Regions from separate parts of the Zea mays genome. Here region 1 is linked to region 2. Evidence: chromatin contacts called from public Hi-C data. All regions are on one chromosome and are shown on one strand. Each heading gives the region's core, a stretch centred on a gene start, on an enhancer-like site or on the middle of the called end of the contact. The rest is flanking DNA. Distances are from core to core; before and after follow the strand shown. Region 1 holds the start of LOC100283596. Region 2 holds the start of LOC103635716.

Region 1 (4,205 bases), core at 930-3,429, 450 kb before region 2:
TCATATTTACATCAAACATACATGATATGCCTACTTTTTTAGATGATGACTTTTTTTTACAAAATGTATTTTTTTTTCCTTTTTTATTACAAATCTTAGACATATGTTCAGTGAATTGTACAACATTGTTTTTCTATACATGTATATGTACCTAAATTTTTTATACATATATTCATTTCATCTTGTATTTTAATCTTATTGATATGCTTGACCACGAAACCAAAAAAAGAGAAAGCATTTATTGTATCTCATATAGACTTTCACTGTTTCATCTACGTATAAAAATAAGTCATCCCATATCATGACCTCAAATAACTTTTGATATGTTATGAATATGCTTTTGTAACAAGTTCTTAGTTATGCACCGCTGCTACCATCTTGCGACATACATAATGTAGCAAATTCTAAAAAAATCCTTTCAGCACTACCCCTTGTAACAACTAAGCTACTTATATTGAACCATGCTATTATTGTTTCTTTAGTGACACCTCTAACAATTACGCTTTGGGGAGATCAAGCATCAGGTTTCTCCATTGATGATGTCTGCAATCAGAGCAACAATAAACCTATTGTCATAATGTTTGTTGGGTGCCTTGCTAAATGTTTCAAAGGTTATGCTTTAAATATTTCAGAGCAACATTTACATTATTTACCCATATTAGTTGCTATATAGGCCAATCATATCTAAGCGGCACTACAGCAAGTGCATGGTACTTTAATCCAGTCATTCATGAAGCACACGTGTACTACACCAGGTAAAGCACAACAAATATATAACACAACAACACTCCTCCCTAGTTTTCATTTCCCCCCCTCTGTACACCTGCTCCTCTGTAATCTTGTGTTCACAGTTAACTACCTCAGAAATTATGAATCAAACATGGTACAAAGCTTCTTATTTGATAATGTTAGCAACTTTAACAAAGCATCTTCTAGATATACAACCTAATGAAATATATTTGACAGGCTCGACACATTCTAGCATATTTTTATGTGTCACAAAGTACAAAGATAAATTCAATGTACTTACATATTTAACTTATATATTTTAATGGAAATACAAATCTATTTACTGTTAATGCCTCGATAACAAATGGTGAAAATTGTATTCTGAGTTAAACATAGGCGAATTCCTTTGTAGAATAATGATCTCCCACTTTGGACTACCAATGTTAGATAACAATATTTATCCTATTGATCACAGGTCGTCGACAAATACACAGATCAGCTCACCAAGCATGAACTACCATTGTCACCAAAGAAGTAAGTATTCGAAAACATTACTTCAAAACGAATCCTCTGTAATCTTGTGTTCACAGTTAACTACCTCAGACTAATACTCTACCAATACAAATTTATGAATCAAACACGGTACAAAGCTTCTTATTTGATAATGTTAGCAACTTTAACAAAGCATCTTCTAGATATACAACCTAATGAAATATATTTGACAGGCTCGACGCGTCCTAGTATATTTTGATGCATCATAAAGTACAGAGGTAAATTCGAATATGTTTACTGTTAATGGCTCAATAACAAATGGTGAAAATTGTTTTCCCATTTAAACACATGCAAATTCCTTAGTAGAATAATGATCTCCCACTTTGGACTACCAAAGTTAGATAATAATATTTATCTTATTGATCACAGGTCATCGACAAATACACATATCAACTCACCAAACATGAACTACCATTGCCACCAAAGAACTACTTATTAAGTATTGTAATCTCATTTCGCACTACAACTTTTAGTGCCAAAATTCTCACTTAAAATTCATCAACAGCTGCTGCAAAGCAACATAATTTACTTGCTTCTGATCTTGTTCTCAAATATTTATGTGCCCCAAGCCCCATAACGACTATTCTCCATATTTATGTACAATTTCCTTGTACTACAACATGCTTATCAAAAGGAAAAAAATGTAAAACAACATATTTTGCATATGTCTTATCTTGTTTCCATGTACTTATATGGCTCAAAAACTTTTATCCATGTTCATGTACACTTTCCATGCACTAAGACATGCTTATATGAAAAAAACGATACAACGCGCGCAGTACACTAGTAAAAATTGAGGGTCCATGACGGCATACAATCTTACCATAGAAACAAGAAACATAAGGGGTGAACATGCTGCAAAAAAGTAAATTCTTAGCCTGCATGACACGGTTGGAACAAATACCTTCCTGTGAAAGTGGGCCTCGCGTTCATAGATGCCAGTCCTCCCCTCCCCAAAACCCAGCACAAGCAAGGGAAGGGAGGGCACCTCTAGGCTCCAGCCATGGCGCAGCAGCTGCTGCTCCTCCTCCCCGCCCCTTCCAGAACTTTCTTGAAGGCCCTCCCCTCTCCCTTTCTCTCCTACCTCCCCCGGCGCCACCTTGTCCCCGTTACCGCCGTTCCCGTAGCACCCGGCATCCGGCGGGGCCTGCTCCGGTACGCGACGAAGCGTTCAAGTGAGCAGCCGGCACTGCTGCGCTTCAGTCCTGCCGATTTTGAGCGAGGATTTTTGACGAACTGAGCAAGATGTTTGGCTAAGATGGCCTCGTTTCTGTGAGCAGGCTTGGTCGAAGAACTGGAGATTGCCAAGGAGAAGCAGCCGCATAGCAGGCGCGCCAATGGCATCTTCTGGATCTTGCTGCTCAATTTCGGCATCTACATGGCCGACCACTTGTTCCAGGTATGGCTCGACTCGCCTCCCTGAAGCGGAACATAAACCCTCCGTGATGCATGTTCATCCTGCAAAAAGATGCACCTTGTTGTGCAGATTTGTGTTGTCCAATCAGCAGGGTGATACAAATTTCGATTTCCAAACACACCATGCATAAGAGTAATATAATATATGCAATATTTGCTTATTTACTTTCGAATTTATTCACAACTGAACTGATAGCTCCTGATGTTTATGGAGCATTTGTTTGTGTTAGATGCGGATGAGGACAGATTGTGTCAGGCTGAGCATTTTGTTTCATTTATTTTAGAACCATGTTGTACTTGACTGCTACAAATATGTTTACTGGTATAGATTAAGGTTTACAGGTTCAAGCTAACGGACTAATCATAGTCACTCCCTCATTCAGGAAATAAATACATCATTTTTTTTTGTTTCATCATGGTTTCAAACAATTTGCCCAGCTATTTTCAACCCTAGGTGAACATATAAGGATTTTAGCCTGTTAGACATCAGTATTCGTTTCTACTCTTGGATCATTGAATACATTTATCATATCTTGCACCTGTTTTAATAGAAAAGGGTTCATATCACAGCGTGCTTTGTATTCGGTGTCTGTATTATAAATGCATTTGATTCATGATGATGCACAAACAAGCATGATGTTATCCCAAGAAAATTCGAGTTACTCTGGCAATCTTGGCTAAAAGAGAGAGATTTGGGCAAACAACATTTGACCTACACTTCTCCATGCATTACATTGGCATTATTGTCCCACCCTTACTTGATTATTTGTGTTCTATTTTTTAGGATCTTATGGCTAGCCCATATATTTATTCAACATCCATAGAGTGGTGTTATTCCATCAATTAAATTATTGTAGATTCTAGACCGACTGGCTATATCAATGGAAGGGTAAAATGAGGATTGATGTAGTCGCTCTTTCCTTTGATAAGGGATATTTCAATTTTTTTGTTTATATCTTAAGAAAATAGGCACATATACGTATATACCTTTTTTCATGTGCTGAACTGTATATTTACTTGTCAATTTATGTTCCCTTGCATTTCAGATTCGGCAAATAAAATCACTATACCTGTATCATGCATTCCCTTCATGGTTCCAGTTTGTGACATCAACATTTTGCCATGCCAACTGGTTAGTTTGACTTACTATTTCAGATCAATTTAATTGGTTTCTTGCTGTTTGGATATGTTAATAATTGGTAAAGTTGAGTACAACTGATGGATACATTATAAGTTCATCCATATACTTCTTTTGTGAGGTTGGTTACTCATTAAGTCATCGATTATTTGCTGCAGGAATCATCTTTCAAGCAATTTATTCTTTGTGTATATCTTTGGTGAGAGCTGATTGCTAAAAAATGAATGCTCTGCTCTGGTTGGAACTTAAAATTCAGTTAAAGGATGCCTATTGCTGATCTGAATATACAGGAAAGCTTGTCGAGGAGGAAGAGGGTAACTTTGCTCTCTGGATGTCTTACATTTTGACTGGTGCTGGGGCAAACTTGATT
Region 2 (4,406 bases), core at 1,216-3,715:
GCATTTTTCCTTTTTTTCAAATTTAGACCCTGGAGGAAGTATTCATGTTTTTTGACCCTTTCTCGACGTCATAGGCCATAGCGCCGAGATCTCGACGCCATAACCCGTACGCCGAGGTATTGACCTTGCTGACGTGTGTAAACCGAGCTGGCAGCTTACGATATGTTCACTGTGACTTTAATCCAACTACGATTACGGCTTCTACAATATTTTGTCTATATAAATTATAGCTACAACAGATCTCTATGGTTCGTCTTCAGGAATTTTATCTGTCTACTTTTACTGTGGAAAACATCTAGCCGTCTGTGGATGTACATTGTGGTTGCTTCTTTAGCACGTAGGCCTTTGCCACTGTGTTACTGAGTAGACGCTACGGTAATCTTTTGCATGCAGGACTTGCATGCTAATTTTGTGCGGCGTTTGATTTACCGCTCATTACGATTTACCATTTGTTTGGAGCCTCAAATTGTTTTATTGCTTCGGTTGTAGTGTGAGTCCACTTATGCTTTTGTACGTGTCTCTCTCTGTGTGACAGCCAGTGTCCTGAATGTTTAGTTAGTTGTTCTGTAATTTCTTCTGTGCATGAATGGATATTAATTTCATGTAATTTCCTTTTCAATAACACAAGGTAATAAAGGCATCTTTTACCTCCGTTCGACAGATGCATGTATTCGTGTTTACATATAACACAAGGGATAGCACGATATTGAAGCTAGCGTTGGATATAGAGCCAGCTTGACTGACTCATCCGAGTTCGAGCTGGCTCGACTTGGCTAACGAGCCATAGAGTCAAACTCGACTCGGCTTGTTTACAAGCTTGAATTAGTTTGTCTAGCTCGAGAGCCAGAGTAGAAAAAACAATTGTATATACTATAATTAATTTTTATTTAATTTTAGAAAATAGTAATCATACTTATATAGTTTCACAGACAACATCAATGATGTAACATCAAATTATATTAACACAACTTATCACTCATCAATTCACAATTTACATACATGTTCATCATTTTAATCCACAGTTATATTCACATAGTTTAATTTAACACTAGCACAGAGAAGCTCTATACATGGGGTTCTAAACACATTTGCAGTGGCGTTTTTCAGAACTGCTAATGCTAGGGGCCAGTAGAAAAATTATTTGTACAACTAATTCAAACGAAAAAGTTTTAAACTACAAAGTCGTTTCATAAATTTTGAAGTTCTACAACTTTTATTTTAATACTTTTTCCATCGAGGTTGTTTGCAAAATTTGCATTTTTAATTTAACAAATTCGAATGCAATTTTTGAGAGACACACATACATATAACATGTTTATCAATTGTTACATAAATGATATGCTTATAGTAAATATGATAGCTCGTTTAACTCGTGAGCTGGCTCGTTAATAAACCGAGATGGCTTATTAACGAACCGAGGTGAGATGTCAGCTCAGCTCATTAAAAAATTCAAACGATCCGATTCGAGTCGAGCCGAACTGTCCACGAATCGAACGAGACTATGAGCCACGAGCATTTCTTCTAGTCCTAACCGAAGCATCCATTGTTGGCCCCTTCCATAATTACAGCTGGAGTGAAAAATGCATCTTTTATTAGCTCATAAAAAGTTAAGTCTCCTAATCAGATTCTCGTGTGTGGGTGTGCAAGCTGCAGACGGCCCGAGTAGGATTAGCGGTTTCTGACCGACAGACAGAGCTAGGAGGCAACGTTGCATGTGCATGTGCTGCTTTGGGCCCACTCACTCTCGCAAGTCGCAACGTTGCATGTGCATGAGACGGGAGCTGGGTGTCATGCGTCGAGGTCGAGCTCGGTCACGTACTCACGTTACCGTAAGCTCGATTTGCACACGCATATCAATAACTTGGCGCTATAGGCTACGTCGAGCCATATCACACTCTATAACATCGAAAAAAGAGTTTTAAAACGAAAATATTTTTTCAGATGTCTAAATATGTTTTAAAAAAACTAAAATGCAAAAAAATCGGTACAATAGACGCATTATGACATTGTAGGCACGTGTCATCCAGGGAATCATTCGTGCCGTCATTTAGTTATTACGTGGCAAGTGGCAACGCGTGTTCGGTGTCCCCAAGTCCCCGGCATGCATACGGTTGCCTCCACCCGGCACGGTTCGATGCGCATCTGATGGCTACAAACAAACCGCGCCCAAACTCAAACCCGGCACGTGACAGTGTGAGTGTGTGACAGTGGCGCGCGCATGCGAACCGGTGCCGCCGCCAACCGTCGCGCCCCGTCGCGCGCGCGCGTAAAAACCCCGCCAACCGCCGCGCGCCCCTTGGCGTCGTCGTACAAAACACAAATACCCCTCTCGCTCGCCGCCACCGTCCATGGCCAGGCGTTTCACTGCTGCACAAATCCGACATCTTCCCCGCTCCCACGCACACCCTCTTGGCCTCTACATGCGCCGCCAACCTCCGGTGATCGTCAGACACCGCTGCAACCCATGTCCGACGAGCCATACGATGCCGATGGCGACGTCGGCCGCTTCCTGCATTGCCCTAGCCCGGAGGCTCACATGTTCCCCTTGTCTGAACCGGAGCGCACTGGAGTGGGGCTCCGCCATACCACCGATCATGTCCAGGGCCACCAGCTGGCGGCGCCACAGACGCTGAGTAACGCGGCGCCGGATTTATCAGGCCGCGGCCAGGGCCTCCCGGCACCACCACAGACGCTGACAGTGGCGCCGGATCTTGGCCTCCAGCAGGCGCCGGTAACTGGATTCCACGGTCACCCCGCGCTCCACCAGTCGCTGACGACGACAGTGGCGCCGGATTTTGGCGTCCACGCGCTGACGACCACCGAGTTCCAGGGACACCCGGCGCTGGAGACGACGCTAAACGCGGCGCCCGACTTCGGCCTCCCTGTGCCGGCGGCGCCCATCGTCGACGCCGCTGCCGGGAACTACCAGCCATCATCCGCCATGCTGGACGTAGAGTACCACCAGCCGATGGCCATAGACAACAACGACATCCAGCAGCCGAGTCATCAAATGCTGCCCCCCGAGATGCATCGTCGTCATGCGTATGGCGGCGGCGGCTTTGCGGAACCGACGACGATGCTCTGCGACGGCGGGGCCGACGAAGCCTCTTTGGTCGAGCGTAACATGCAGATGCTGCTCGCCGATGGCGGCGTCATCCCCCACCCTCATCGCCCGAGCCCTTCGCTGTACGAACAGCTCGTCAACAATGGGCAGGCAGAGCTTGCGGCTGTCGTCAGGAACCTTGAACGCGGGGAGAGCAGCGGTGGTGCGGCTGCGCTCATCAACGACGTGTACCCTGTGAAGGAGGACGTCTGGTTCCGGCCAATCGTCCGCGGCCAACTCGACTGCTCCCGGTGCCACTCAGTCCGGGAGGTTGTGCGTCAAGATGGTAATTATAAGGAAGTGTGTCGTTGTCCAACTCCGATTAATTTCTCTAGAGCTCATTTGTATTATGCCTATGAACCCATGTAGTTTAAATTCTACACCAATTCACCCCGGCCAACGACACACATTTCGTTCTCAGATTTCTCAACACACATTTATGCAGAGAGGTGGAGGATGCATTTCACGGTGCATGCATCGGAGCCGGGGATGGTTTTCCAGCATGCGATCGTCGATCGCATGTCCATCGGCGCAGATGGCCATTTCCATACGGACCAACTGCTGCACCATGAGTAAGTGTCTCAAACACAACAATTAACGGCTGTATTATTGTATATATATACTATAAAGAACGATCTCAATTAATCTGGTGTTGCATCCCTTTTGTTTCAGTCTCCGCAGGCGCAACCACGTGTGGGTTCACAATTTTATAGCGCGCAGCGTGGAGATGATGAAAAGAAACAGCGGGCAGATGCACTCTAGCTACGACAGTGCTGCGGCGGCGGAATACACCACCACCAACGCCGTCGTCACCCCCGCGCCGCCACCAGCGAGCCACCACCACCATGCGCATATGGGGCTCGAGGTCAATATGTTGAACAGCATACTCTCAGCCGCCCCTGCTGCAACAACTGGTGAGGGTCGAAATTCTGATGTACATATATATATGCCATTTTTCTTTCAAAAATATATAGGCCATTCATGCCCATGCTTCCTGTAAATTGAAAACCCTGATGCCCTAGTCGTAATGCCATTGTTATCGCATGCATGCGTAGTTGCTCAGCCGCCGGGGATCACGCCGCAGGAACAACAACAAACCACCGTAGCGGAAGCAGCAGCGCCTGAAGCAGTCACGCAGCAGGAACAGGCAGAAAACACGGATGCTCCTAGGGTTGCGGAGGCAGCAATCCCTGTGCCTGCGGTGACGGCGCCGCAGGAACAAGAAGCCACCGATGCTCCTGCAGAGGGGGCTGAACGAGCAGCTGCCCCTCGATCTGCAGTGATCTCGCGGAAGCAAGACGGT

Evidence for each region. Hi-C and Micro-C count contacts between places; a contact is called where the count stands out from the background.
Region 1: a contact with region 2 is called in a Hi-C map of ear, with 6 times the contacts expected there. The contact joins the promoter of LOC100283596 here to the promoter of LOC103635716 in region 2. A contact is called at or near these places in 2 of 25 Hi-C or Micro-C datasets (ear and tassel).

Annotation. Positions count from the first base shown.
Region 1 is chr8:114,280,013-114,284,217 of Zm-B73-REFERENCE-NAM-5.0, reverse strand. LOC100283596 reads left to right here and starts at 2,179. Exons shown (of 7, transcript NM_001366685.1): 1 at 2,179-2,456; 2 at 2,562-2,680; 3 at 3,744-3,829; 4 at 3,994-4,034; 5 at 4,126-4,205. The coding sequence starts at 2,285.
Region 2 is chr8:113,829,139-113,833,544 of Zm-B73-REFERENCE-NAM-5.0, reverse strand. LOC103635716 reads left to right here and starts at 2,465. Exons shown (of 5, transcript XM_008658101.4): 1 at 2,465-3,389; 2 at 3,549-3,675; 3 at 3,776-4,017; 4 at 4,159-4,406. The coding sequence starts at 2,465.